Regions from separate parts of the Mus musculus genome. Here regions 1 and 3 are each linked to region 2. Evidence: chromatin contacts called from public Hi-C and promoter capture Hi-C data. All regions are on one chromosome and are shown on one strand. Each heading gives the region's core, a stretch centred on a gene start, on an enhancer-like site or on the middle of the called end of the contact. The rest is flanking DNA. Distances are from core to core; before and after follow the strand shown.

What was found. Promoter capture Hi-C pulls out the DNA fragments that hold promoters and counts their contacts. Hi-C and Micro-C count contacts between places; a contact is called where the count stands out from the background.
Region 1: a contact with region 2 is called in a Hi-C map of CD4 T cells, with 4 times the contacts expected there. The contact joins the promoter of Hnrnpk here to the promoter of Cenpp in region 2. A contact is called at or near these places in 3 of 484 Hi-C or Micro-C datasets (B cells, CD4 T cells and CD8 T cells).
Region 3: a promoter capture Hi-C map of pre-B cells shows a contact between it and region 2. The contact joins the promoter of Tmem14c here to the promoter of Cenpp in region 2. A contact is called at or near these places in 1 of 39 promoter capture datasets (pre-B cells) and 1 of 484 Hi-C or Micro-C datasets (CD4 T cells).

The regions. Positions count from the first base shown.
Region 1 is chr13:58,400,072-58,404,099 of GRCm38.p6, forward strand. Hnrnpk (heterogeneous nuclear ribonucleoprotein K) reads right to left here and starts at 2,441. Exons shown (of 16, transcript NM_025279.3): 1 at 2,322-2,441; 2 at 262-346. The coding sequence starts at 319. Rmi1 (RecQ mediated genome instability 1) reads left to right here and starts at 2,526. Exons shown (of 3, transcript NM_028904.3): 1 at 2,526-2,718.
Region 2 is chr13:49,650,635-49,654,832 of GRCm38.p6, forward strand. Cenpp (centromere protein P) reads right to left here and starts at 2,097. Exons shown (of 8, transcript NM_025495.3): 1 at 1,949-2,097. The coding sequence starts at 2,055. Nol8 (nucleolar protein 8) reads left to right here and starts at 2,444. Exons shown (of 17, transcript NM_001271397.1): 1 at 2,444-3,048; 2 at 3,713-3,868. The coding sequence starts at 3,012.
Region 3 is chr13:41,014,938-41,019,254 of GRCm38.p6, forward strand. Tmem14c (transmembrane protein 14C) reads left to right here and starts at 1,313. Exons shown (of 6, transcript NM_025387.3): 1 at 1,313-1,461; 2 at 2,178-2,236; 3 at 2,769-2,845; 4 at 3,419-3,520. The coding sequence starts at 2,214.

The DNA.
Region 1 (4,028 bases), core at 1,191-3,690, 8.7 Mb after region 2:
TGTCTCCCTAATATCCCTAATATCAAAGGCCTTATTTTAATAAGTATTTCAAAGGATTAAAATGTTGGTTGGAAAAACTGTACTGCTTTTTAACCTGTGCAAGAAAAGGTTACTTCTTTTCATAAAAACCAACAGACAAACTCAAGACTACAAAAAAATGAAACTATATAAGAGGTAAACAGAACATATCAAAAACATTTATGGTAATTAAAGTAACAGAACAGAAAATACTAATTGGTTATAATTAAAGTATCTTCTCACCAAATTCACCATTGGTTTCGGTGTTGGGGAAGGTTTCTTCTGGCTGTTCGGTCTCCATTTTCTTGAATTAAATGGATCCACCAATCTGTTGAAAAATAAAGAAGCTAGCTAGTACATTGGCTTATCAGAAAGCAAACACTCTTTTGCTTAAAATCTTCCAAAAAAAAAAAAAAAAAAAAAGGATTCTGCTTCCAGCACACACAAGTGACATCCTAGTGCTACAGTAGTATATAAAAACAAGGTCTGATTCGAGGAAACTAAAATATTCCTAAAAGTGAACTGTTTTTAAAAACTATAATTGAGGAGAGACAGGCATAATGGACTTCTTTTAGACTAGATTGTCTCAATGAAGCACACCCTAACCACCTCCACCACCAGAGCCTTGCGCCCCCCCCCCCCGCAAGGGGTGTGGGGGACCAGTAATTCCGTCCTCAGCAACTTGCTTCATTTCATTACAACGGAAAAACTAGTCGACATATAATTTTGTTCACGAGACTAATTCTTGAAAAGACCACGTCTTATCACAAAACTAGTGTTATAGTAGGGCTAGTAGTAATTTTTTCCCCGCCTTTGGTCGTGACTGACAACACTAATCAATGAAATCTGCCAACTTTAAAAAACTTAGCGGCAAATACAAGGTACATTGAACTTTCAGACACAGAAATCTAAAGAACCAGATGGAAACGACCACCATTATTCAGCAAAGCCACGGAATCTTTAATCACCAACACCATTATTTTAGGCAACGTAAAAAAGGCTATTTCCCAACAATTTTACCTCTAACCCAACTCTCCAAGACTGCAACCAAACCATCACAACTGGTCCAGTTAACTCGTAGTCCTACCAAAGCCAAGGACCAACACAGGATCTTAAAGTCGAGGCATCACCCTCATGCCTTCTCCTATTCCAAAACGCCGGCAGCAAATGACGATCCCTCTGGGGACCACTTTAAATGCAGAGATCGGCCGGCCACTCCGCTAAACCCCCGGCCGCGGGGGTAAATGGATTCAGGCAAATCAGCCGGGTCTACGCACACAAACAGGCCCAGCCAGCCCTCTCGTCCCGCGGCCGCTGTTCCCACAGCGCGCTGGTGTTAACAGGTCCGCCGAGCGAGACCGACCGCGCGCGCTCGCCTCCCGCCCACGGGCCGGGCCTGGAAGCAGCGGCCAGCGACCGTCGCCGAGCGGCGAGCCTCTCCTCACCCGGATCCGACAGGAAATGGCGGCCCGCGTAATGGCGACTACGTGCGACTAGGCGGAGTCGCGCGAGACCCCCCTCCCCCACCCAGCACGCGGGCTCGCGAGCGCCCGTCCCCCGCACCTCCCCCACCACCCGAGACAAAGCCGCCGCGGCCGCCCCATCGGCCCCGCCGCGCAGCACCCCCCACCCCGGAGGTGGGGTGAGGAGGGAGGCCCACGCCGTGGAGGGACAAAGGGCGGCCGGGGCGCACACACACACACCACACCCGCGAGTCCACCGGACGGCCCGGCGCTCCCTCCACACGGGGCGCCCGCGTCGCAAACCCACAGGCCTCTCCTTCCCGGGTCCCTCAAGCCACCTAGCGCCGGCACGCCAACCGCAGGGGCACGCTCGGGGAAATGGCGGCGGTGGGGGGAGGGGAACCCGGGCAACGTTCCCCGGCGGGCCACGGCCGCCCCGAACGCCACCCCGGACAGCCGACTACGGCGTCCGACCCCGCTCCAGCCAGCGCGACCCGCCCGTCCCGCTCACCGCGCGAGTCCGCCGTTGCCTCCCGGCCGCGCCGCCTCCGACGGTCGGTCACTGCTAGACAGAGAACGAGGACAAACCCCCTCCCACTTCAGCGTCGCGCCCCATTGGCTGCCCAGGCTTCGGCGGTGGTGCGAGCGCGAAGCGATTGGCCCGTGGCCGCGTCAATTACGGCGCCGAGAACCCCGCCTTCCGCCGGCGACTCCCTTTGGGCTGGAAGGCCGCGGGCCTGAGAAAACTCGGGCATGGGGATAGCCCAAGCCGCCATCCCGGGGCGCCAACCCGCTCCGGGGACTCGCTACCCCGAAGCCCTAGCCCACCCAGATACCTACAGGCCGCAATCGAGTGGGAGACGAGCACGACGGCGACGTCCGTGCAGCGGAGAAGCAGAGGATAATGGCGTCTGCAGCGCTGTCGCCTGTAGCGCCCTCCTCCTTTCTCGTTCGCGCACTCTGTGGTGAGGGGGAGGGGAGTAGTGACAGACCTCTCGCGAGACTTCAGCGGCGCTGCTCACGTGTGCCGGGAGGGGCGACTGCGGGGGGATTTTCGAGCCCCGAGGGAGTTTGGCGCGATTGGAGGAGGGACGGTCGCCCCGTGAGCGCCCGATTGGGCGGGAAGAAGTGAAAGAGGGAAAAGAGAACCCAGCTGGGAACGGGAGAGGGAGAGCGGCGCGCGGCCCTGGGATCACGCTGCGGTGCGAGGCGAGGCGAGGCGAGGCGGGAAGGCCAGGTCGGTCGGTGCTCCGCCCGGGTTCCGCAGCTACCCGTTGTCGCGTCTCGCTCGCCCCCTCCCTCCCCGGCGCTGCGGGCTCTGCGCCCCCTCCGCGGCGCCCGGGAAACCCGCTGTGCTAACGGCTCCCCCGGCGGGGAGGGCGGGGGAGGGCTGGAAGCGGCGCCCGCTCCCAGGGAGCCCGGGGCTTACTTCCGTGTTGGGCCGGTGCGATGCAGACCCCCCGGGAACGCCGCGTAGGGAATGCCCGCGCGTCCGTGCTGCAGCGCTCCCTGGGACCCTCCCTGAGAAAGCTCGCAGGCACACTGCCCCGCCATGGCTGCCCCACCAGGGGAAGGGAGGGTCACTGCGGGTGCTCGCCTCGCTCCTCATCCTCACAGCAGAGCTCCACGGTCCCCAGACTCTGGCTGATGTCCGGATGTCAGCCTGTAGGGGTGACCTCCAGTTAGCGAGGCGTGTGTGCGAGCGCACCCTGTCCTACCTTTCCCTCGAATAATCCCAAAATGTGCACACCGGCCAGCACCCTGTAAATCGCTCCGTTACAGAGCGGTCGAGCCATCCTTTACCTAACTGACAGAAGAGACTGGGGCTTGAGGATCTGGTGAGGGGGCTCTCGTTCTGAGACAGCCTAGTGTAGCCCTGGCTGTCGTGGGATCCTGTAGATCTCCTGCCGCTGCCTCTCAAACGCTGGCATTAAAAGCGTGTGCCCCCACTCCTGGCTCAAGATTTTTCATATGGTGGTTTTTGACCCGGAGGGTCTCTCAAGAGATCCACCTGCCTCGTCCTCCCAAAGCAGGGATTAAAGGCAAGCGTAACCATGGCCAGCTAAAGTTAGTATTTCTTTTTTTCTTTTTCTTTTTTTTTTTTTTTTTTCCGAGACAGGGTTTCTCTGTGTAGTCTTGGCTGTCCTGGAACTCTGTAGACCAGGCTGGCCTCGAACTCAGAAATCCAATGCCTCTGCCTCCCAAGTGCTGGGAGTAAAAGCGTGTGCCACCACTGCCCGGCAAGTTAGTATTTCTAGTACAACATTTTTTTTTTCCGAGGCAAGGTTTCTCCGTGTAACCCTGGCTGGTCTGGAACTCAGAGATCCCCCTGTCTCTGCCTCCCGAGTGCTGAGATTATTGCCTGCATAGCCGCCTCCACCACCCCGCTAACAACTTTTTTTGTAAATGAGAAGTGGGAATCTAAAGGAAACTACAGAAATTGTCTTGACTAGTCTCTAGTGAGAAGTTGCTTCCTCAAGATTTCATGGCAGGATTGTTCTTGCGCCCACCCCCACCCCCCAGTTATACCTGTTTGTTTTCTTCTCT
Region 2 (4,198 bases), core at 847-3,346:
TCTGTAGGGTCTGAAGGACAAGTGTCATGGTAAGACAAAAAAGATTACTCCAAGAAAGAAAGAAAGAGAGAAAGAACATCTCAGAAAATCAGGAAAATGGATGCAACAGGAAATCACACTAAATAAACCAGAAAGGCAAATACTAGTTTTCTCTCATCTGTGAAACCCATATTTAAAGTTCTCTCTTCTACACGCCTTGGCCGTCTCCAGCCAATAGCAAAACCAAGTTCTGAAGGCACTCAATTTTTACATCAAAGAATATGGACACAGGGATATAACTAAACAACTTAGTTCCAATATTCTGGCTGCCAATCCACTCAACTATCAGGATCATTTTAAAAGTATCTTGGAGAATCAATAAGATGGCTCTGCAGGCAAAAGTACTTGCTGCACAAACCTGTAGTTCTATTGCCACTGGAGGGAAAGAACTGTCACTTGGACATGTCTATTCAATCTCTGACCTCCATAAATATGTTATAGCATACAAATGGAATAATAATAATAATAATAAATTAAGTAGCTCAGGAAACAGGTCTCAATCTTCCTTCAAAATGAGAAAAAAAATCATTAAATCTACACATTTTGGATTGACATTTAATGTATTCCCTAATCTGGACTCTTAACTTTTCAGTTCCATTACCGAGGAGTCCCAGATTCCATAACCAATCTACTATACCATACTGGGCTTACAATGACATCTTCTGGTGGGTTAAGAAACTATTTTCCCATGGTCTGACAAAGAACTTTTCAAAAGTTCAGGGGCAGGCTGTGTTGATAAAATATAAATTCTAAACTCGGTAAGTAGGGATGGAGTCAGCCTGGCAGGCTCCCCAACTCTAATCTTAATGCTTCCAGTCTGTGGGCCATCCCTGAATCAGCAGCAGGCATCTCCATTCTTGCTGTGAAGAGCATGCACAGCTGGAGGCCACACACACATCTCCCTCTTTCTTTCAACAGTTAACAACGTTCTCTTTCTTTAGAATTTGTTTCCTGCACTAAGGTTCTCTGAACCTGTTCCAAATTACACCTAATAAAAAAGGTATTTTTTTTCCATGTTTAAGATACTAAGTTACTGCTAGTTCTAGCCTTCCTTCTCTCTTTGAATGGGCAATGCTTGGGCTTTGGATTTCTCTAGGACCTTAGGCAAGCTATTTAACTATTTAACACTCAGATCAACTACCTTTAAATAAGGCTTAACAATAGTAACTAATCAGAAGACTATCACAGTTTCCTATAGAAGGCATTAGCCATATATACCAATTTGACCATGCTAGGCTGCCCTGCCCTGGGGCTATATACCCCCAACCCTTATGTTTCTAACATAATGCAGAAAAAAAAAAAAAAAAAAAAAAAAAAAAAAAAAAGGTCAGGGCCCCTTAACTACATCGTTAGATGAGTCACAAAAACAAATCCATGAAACCAGAGTAAGGAGGGAATCCCAACTAGACAAGAGCAAGTATGGTGGCTCAGGTAATAACTCCAACACTGTGTGTGGGAGTTGGGGGCTGCGGAATAGAAGACTCTTGAGTTTGAAATCAAATTGAGCCAGTTCCTGACCTACAGAGTAACAATGTCTCCAAACCCAGAAAAACAAAACAAAACAAAACCAGCTATCTAGATGCTGTTCTCCCGAAGGCAAAGACTGCTTAAAGAAAAGCCAGATTTTCCCTTTGATTCTCATCAACTGGGCGAAAACAACCCTTAAGGAAACTATTTTCTGCTGATTATAATCAAGTCATAAGCCCCAAACGCAGCGTTCACACACTCATGAGGTCATCGTTCTCCCAGAACACTGATTCAAGTTCACATTTCAGGACGTCTCCCACCACGTTCTTGAGCATGGGTCTTGGGGGGGTGAGGGAGTCGGAGTCCAGAACTGTCATAAGGTTGAGAGGTCCGCGGGGTGCTACAGGGCATGGGCTGGGAGGGATGGACCCGAGCCACGTACCAGGCTCCGGACGCCTTCTCCCCAGCGTTTTGCAGCATTCTGCACTCTCGCTGCAGCGCTGCGACCTCCGCCTCCAGGGCGCGCAGTTCGCGGGTCTCGGAATCCATGGCTACCGACGTGGAACCCTGAAGGTGAAGTAGCCCGGAGAATGGCAGTCTGGGCGCCTCGGGCAGCCAGGAGACTTCAAGGAGCGCGCGCGCTCCTGGAACGGACCACTCTCGAGCTCACGGGGGGAGAGGCTGCCGGGAGTCGCGCGTCCACGCCCACGGCCTCGGACGACGTTCCCGAGCCTGACGGCCCGCGAAATGTCGCGTCGAGCGTCTAGACACCCCCGCCGCCTCTGCGAGTTGGTTCGTTCCAAATTGCACGTCACCCTCCAACGGCCGCCCATCCCGTCTAACGGCCACTGGGCCAGCCGAGCTCTTACGTCACCGAAGGGGGCGGATTCTCGGAAGCACGAGGAAAGGAGTCTCTTTATTTTGGTTCCGCTTCTTCACTTCCGCCTACTTGAACCGGAAATCAGGAACCACGCGGCGGAGTGTCTTTTCTGTAGGAATTACCGATTTTTATTTTTCTTTCTCACACTCTGTCAGTTTTACAACGTGGAGGAGAACTAACAGAACGTCAGTAAAAGCGAAGGCGGAGGAAATAAAGAGCCCTCTGGAACTGCGGGATAACGGAACCTTAGGAGATTGGGTTGGAAACTTTGTAGGAAGGAAAGGAAAATGCACTTGCCGGCACGTGTTATTAGACGTTAAGTGCTACGCCGGGCTTGAGCTGAGTCGGACAAGCGCCCTGAGGAAGAGTGTTTGCTCGTGAGAAGTGATGGGCTATTGGGCTTAGCCTCTCCTCTCCTTCCTTAGGGGCTTCTCGAAGAGAGAGGGCAGGGCTGGAAGGATGGGGCGGTGGCTACCAAGAAGGGGTACACTGTAGGTTTTTTTCCCAGAGTGCTGGCCTTTGCTTTGGGCTTCTGCCGCTATTTAGTGATCTCGCTTGGAAGGAGACAGCCAACTTTTGAGAAAGGTTTGAGTAAGAGCTGAACATCCGCCGAGAGCTAAACGAGATGGAGCGACCTCTGGAAAACGTTTCCAGCAATCTTGGTAGGACAGTGTTAACAATTCCGGGTTCCAAAATTAGACTTCATTATGATCCTTGCTGTCACCACTACTGTTTTCTAAGTGGCACTGGGAAAAGCCGTAACCGCTCCTACTCCCCTGACCGATGAGATCCACTCAGACTGCTTTGAACAATACAGGCACACAGTGGGGAAACATATTTTAGGTATAACTTAAGTTGCCGTCTTTGTGATTTAACAGCGCTTAGGGGACACTTGTATTTTGCCATACTATTGTAATTGCAGACTTTGTTATGACTGGAGCTCCAGGATGAAGCTATTTTTATCCGTTAGCTTACTATTTTTGCCAGTATATGTTAAGGTAAAAATGTAGAAATGAATGGGGGAGGGCAGTACTTCGAATAAAAAATCAATAAGGATAAGATATAATAGCTGTGGTTGTTTTAGAGAAAACATCTGGGAGAAGATGTGTGGATGTGCTGTACTTAGGTGCAGTTGCAAAGTGTGTTCATTGAGAATGTGGATGGAGGGCCTTTGTAAAATCTCCACTGATAAAATCTGAAAGCAATACATATGAAGAGACATAGCTTCATAAGATGAAGTTGGCACAGAAGTTTCAGGGGAAAGAGTTGTGTTAAATTTCTGGAAAACTATTAAATTGTTTTTCTGTCCAAAATTAACTTTTCCAGATAGATGCCCAACATCCATGCAAGGCAACAGAGAAATGAAGCGCCTCTTTGTGGGTGGACTTGGACAGGGCATTTCTGAGACAGACCTACAAAATCAGTTCGGCAGATTTGGAGAAGTTTCTGACGTGGAGATCATCACTCGGAAAGATGACCAAGGTAAATCTGTAACACGAGGGAGTTAAAAACAGACAAGGTCAATGATATTACAGGAGAAGCAACCCCAGAGCTGAATGTTAGCGCTAAACATCATATATGGCTTCCTGGATTATTTCATATGAAAATTAATTTTGAAACCAGAAAAAGTATAAAACATTTGAATTTCTAAAACATCTGTACTTTGAATTTTCGGAGTCAACATTCTAACATTATCTTATTAAGTAGAGTGTCACTAACAATCAGGATGTCTGAACTGATTACACACTAATATACTGTTAAGAGGTGTCTGAATTGATTACTTCAGGGTTTTTTGTTTTTTTTACTCATTTT
Region 3 (4,317 bases), core at 63-2,562, 8.6 Mb before region 2:
TTTGATTGCAACTTGGAGCCTTGACCTTTCCCTAGTGCCTACAGGAGTGAGTTGTATCTTCTACCTAGTCCTAGTTTATTTCCGGGATCCTTCTGTTGGCAGGCATCTAGGAATCTTGGTGCAGCCGGCCACTGTTATACCCACAGTGGCAAAGAGTTAACGGTCTCCTGAGAAGTGCACAGACAGAAGTGTATGAGGCTGGCATAACTAGGAATCCAGATAGCATGTGCCTGGAGCCTCAGTAACCCAGGAGGCTCCCGAGAGAGGATCACTTGAGCCCAGCAGTTCCAGGCCAGCCTGGGCAAAACAGAGTAGTTAAATAGTCCAAGATGCTGTATTTGCAGACACCAAAATTACGTGAGACGTTCAAGTATGATATACAGGAGACAAAACATTCACAGTCCATGACTAGGGCCATCACACGCAAGCCCCGGATTAAGTCCTTGACTACGTGTGTCCTCTACAGCAAGACCCTCAGTGCTCTTAAGGGCCAATACGTACAGTGCTTCTCTGATAGAGCGTGTGGGATTCAGTTCCGCACTACTATCTGCGCCAGGTTGCCGCCATCTTCATGAGGGTCAGCTGTGCCTGCTTGCAAAAGATGGTCCCAGCTGGGCTTGTTGACTGTTTGCCTGACTGTTCACCTTCATTTAGAAAAGGAGTGGAGAGGGTCGTGGGGCCCCTCACCTATATCCCGTTACCCCTTCCACCCAGTTTCATGCATTCTGACCTAGTTGCATGTGACTTGAGGAAGGGCTAGAGTTTATAGGTGGACAGGGACTAGGAAACGGGGCTCTGCACAGCCATAAGTAAGCCATCATTCTCGCTGGGTATAGGTTTTCCAGCATGACTTGTCCCTTCTGCCTGAAACTCCTCAGTCATGCTTTGTAAGGAACTTTAATAAACTCATTGGTTCCTCGGGGTGAACTTTGATTTGTAATTGAGACCTTCTGAGGAGTAAATACTTAGGCTCTCCCAGGGCAAAAATTTCTTAAAAATAGATTGGTTCACTGTTTAAATGTCTATACTTAAGATCTATACTGGGCACATGGCAGTACATAAACACTTTGAGTTGCTTTGACTTGTGGCTGATATGCCTCTTCTACCAGCCTGGTACCCTTTCCTGATGGCTTTTATTAATCCCATTATCCTTGTATCAAACTGGCTCACCCTCGGAGTACGGACCCCAAACTCAGCAGCCAAACCTGGTGCTCCTCCACCCCACTACTCCCAAGCCGGAACCAAGCCCCGCCCCATCACCCGAAGACCGCCTAGGATGATGCCCAGCCAATCACCTCAGGTTCCTCCCGGCTATCCAGGTCCCGCCCCTCCCGCTAGGACGCAGCGCACGCTGTGACGTCTGCACACCCGGCTCCTGACCTCGGCTTCTCGCTGTCTGCTCGCGCCCTCGTCCTACAGCACAGGCCTCCCGGCTCCGGCTCCGGCTCCAGTGTTGGTTGGGTGTGTTCTTACTTTGCCGACTCTATCACCAGGGGAATCGTTCCGTGCACACTCTGCTGAGCTCGCTTCCCCGGCCCGCTTCCCGCCTCTCTAAAATGTTCTCTAACTGCGGTTCCGGGAGTGGAAACCTAAACGCGCGTGCGCTGCTTCCGCGCCACGGAGGGCTTTTCCGTAAGAGAGCAGGAGTCACTTTGTAGGGTTGTAGCGCGTCTAAGTGCAGTTGCGACTAGGGTTCCGAGCATTTTCTGGTCCCTTGCTCCAGCCTAATAGGAGCCGAGGGTTGGGTGCAAGGGTTTCTAAAAGTTTGCAAACTGAGTATGGAGGACGTTGGAGAGAAAGCAGCATTTACCCTGCTTCTCGGAGACGCTAAGAAGAATGGAGGTACAGGCCATTTGTTTTCTGATTTAGCAATCAACTAACTGATGAGACAGTCAGCTGCTCCAGAGCTGCTCCGTGACTCCTGCTCGTTTCGGTGGGCCTGTGCTATAGTAGAGGCTGTGGTAAAAATATTTGGTGTCTCTACAACACTTAATATTCACAGAGGTGTTTTACTTGTTATCCAGTTACCTTCACTGGACAGCAGAGCTAGGGCGACTAGTGACTGTGTGTGTCCAGGCGGCAGTTGCAATCACACCCAGAGCTGTACCTTGAACTCATTTCTTCCTGATTGCTAGAGGTCAGCGTGTCTCTTGACTGCTCTGACCTCTCCTCCACAGGTGCAGGCCTGGTGTGGTCTCCAAAGCGACTGAACAATGCAGAAAGACAGTGGCCCATTGTAAGTGCCCTGTGCATCGGAGTAGAATCACTGGGAGCCTCTAAAACCAGAGCACATGACGGGAACCTCCAGCTTGGCACTGCCCACCAGGCAGCGTAGGTTGTGACATGATCCTTGAACTAGCGGCCTGGGACATGGACTTGAATCCAGTTCTGCCACTGGCTAGTTCTTTCACCGAGCCTGCCACCTGGCCTATCTTTCTTTCTGATTGGGCACTGGCAGAATTTGCTGGAAACGACAATCCTTTTGTCCCTGAGGATGATTTAAGCAATTACATTTACTTCTTTGTGTGGATGCATTCGTGCCATGTTGAGTTTGTAGGTGTCAGAGGACAATTTTCAGGAGTTGCGGGAGTTGATCTTCTGCTATGTGGACCATTGTAATGTAACCAAACTCAGGTTGCCAGCCTCCGGGAGCCGGGGGTGGGGGGCGCATCGCCACCAAGGCCAAGTTCCCGCAGGCCCCATCCAGTGATTTTGTGTGTTGTATTTTATACTCGGTTGACACTGGCTTCTCCCTTTGGCCTTTTCAGGATGCCTTTACATTATTTTGGTTTCGGCTATGCAGCCCTGGTTGCTACCGGTGGGATTATTGGCTATGCCAAAGCAGGTGAGCCTTTCTTGTTACTCTTAAAATTGTCACCTTAGTCCAGTGACATGTGGGTCCCCAGAGCCCTTGACACCTAATATGGCTTGACTCAAGTTTGCTTTAGGCCCTGAGTACACCCTGCATTGGCCTCTGATTATCTGGCTGAGTGGAGCCAGGCGTTTTTTTTTTTTTTTTTTTCCCCTCTTTACATACAGATAGGCAGGGGTATTAGTGGGTGGGTGTTATCGACCATTGCCATACACCGCGTTGTCTCTCAGCTCCTCAAGGAGGAAATCTCTTGTCTCTGCTCACTCTGTATCATCTGTTTAAAACAGGCTCAAGCCAGGGTCATCTAAGTCAGACAAGCACTGTACTGAGCCACACCTCCTAAAGGAGAGAGAGGGCTGGGGTGATAAGACCCTGACTTCTATGGTAGACACCAAGATTCTCCTATGCTGGGAACACTGGCTGTAAGCCTCGTAAAGACAGCCTCTCTCTGACAGCTTTCCTCTGCAGGGGAGGGGAGTCTTGCATGTTCTTTATGTGACGTTGTAACATCACAACATGGATGCATGCCTGCTTTCTTCTCCCCAGGTAGTGTGCCGTCCCTGGCTGCTGGACTCTTCTTCGGGGGCCTGGCAGGCCTGGGGGCCTACCAGCTGTCTCAGGATCCCAGGAATGTGTGGGTTTTCCTAGGTAGGTTTGCCTCAGGTGCTGCCTCTGTGTTCTGCTTGCCCCTGAGACTCTGGTGGGCGTGTGTGGCAGGTTCTCTTCTCTGCTTTTCAGCTGCGTCTGCCAAGCAGAGGGTGGGTTTCATCACGGAGAACCCCGGGTTGTTTCTGTTCTGTATACTGAATACAGGAAGGTTTCACGCAACATGGGTGTAATGTTCTCAGTGAGACTTGTTTTCAAGTGGACGAGACTGTGTGTTAACTACTGAGGTTCCAGACTAAAGACGGCCTGCTTGGAACTTAGAGAGAAGTCTCACACATCCCACGAAGCCTGAGCTCATGTAGCCTTTTCCCCAGGTGGACATCTCTTTCCTAGGCAGTTAATTGTGTAAGACACAGGCAGACCTTGCCTTCGGGAGGCATTTAAGCTCAGTGGTCAGTCAGGTCATGGGACTCTGGAACTGTAGATAAAGTGCCCCAGGTGTAGCCCATGCTGGAAGGGAAAAAAGATGACTTCTTATCATGGTGTTTTCTGACACAGTTTTCTTGGTCTCCACCCAAGTGCTAGCCATTGCCAGGGGTGTGGTACCTCTGTGCCTTTCACTCGAACAGAACAGTGTAAGGACACATGCAAAGCTAACCCTCCTAAAAGTCACCGACCGTGTCACAGAGTAGGCTCTGCACACCAGCAGTGGGGTAGGGAGGGAGGTCAGCTGTGGGCAGTCTGAGGAAAGAGGATGCACTGGGTTCCTGGTTCTTCCGAACAGCTTCCTCATTGTGCTCTAGAACGGCTCCCACTCCACTTCTGCCTCTCTGATCCCA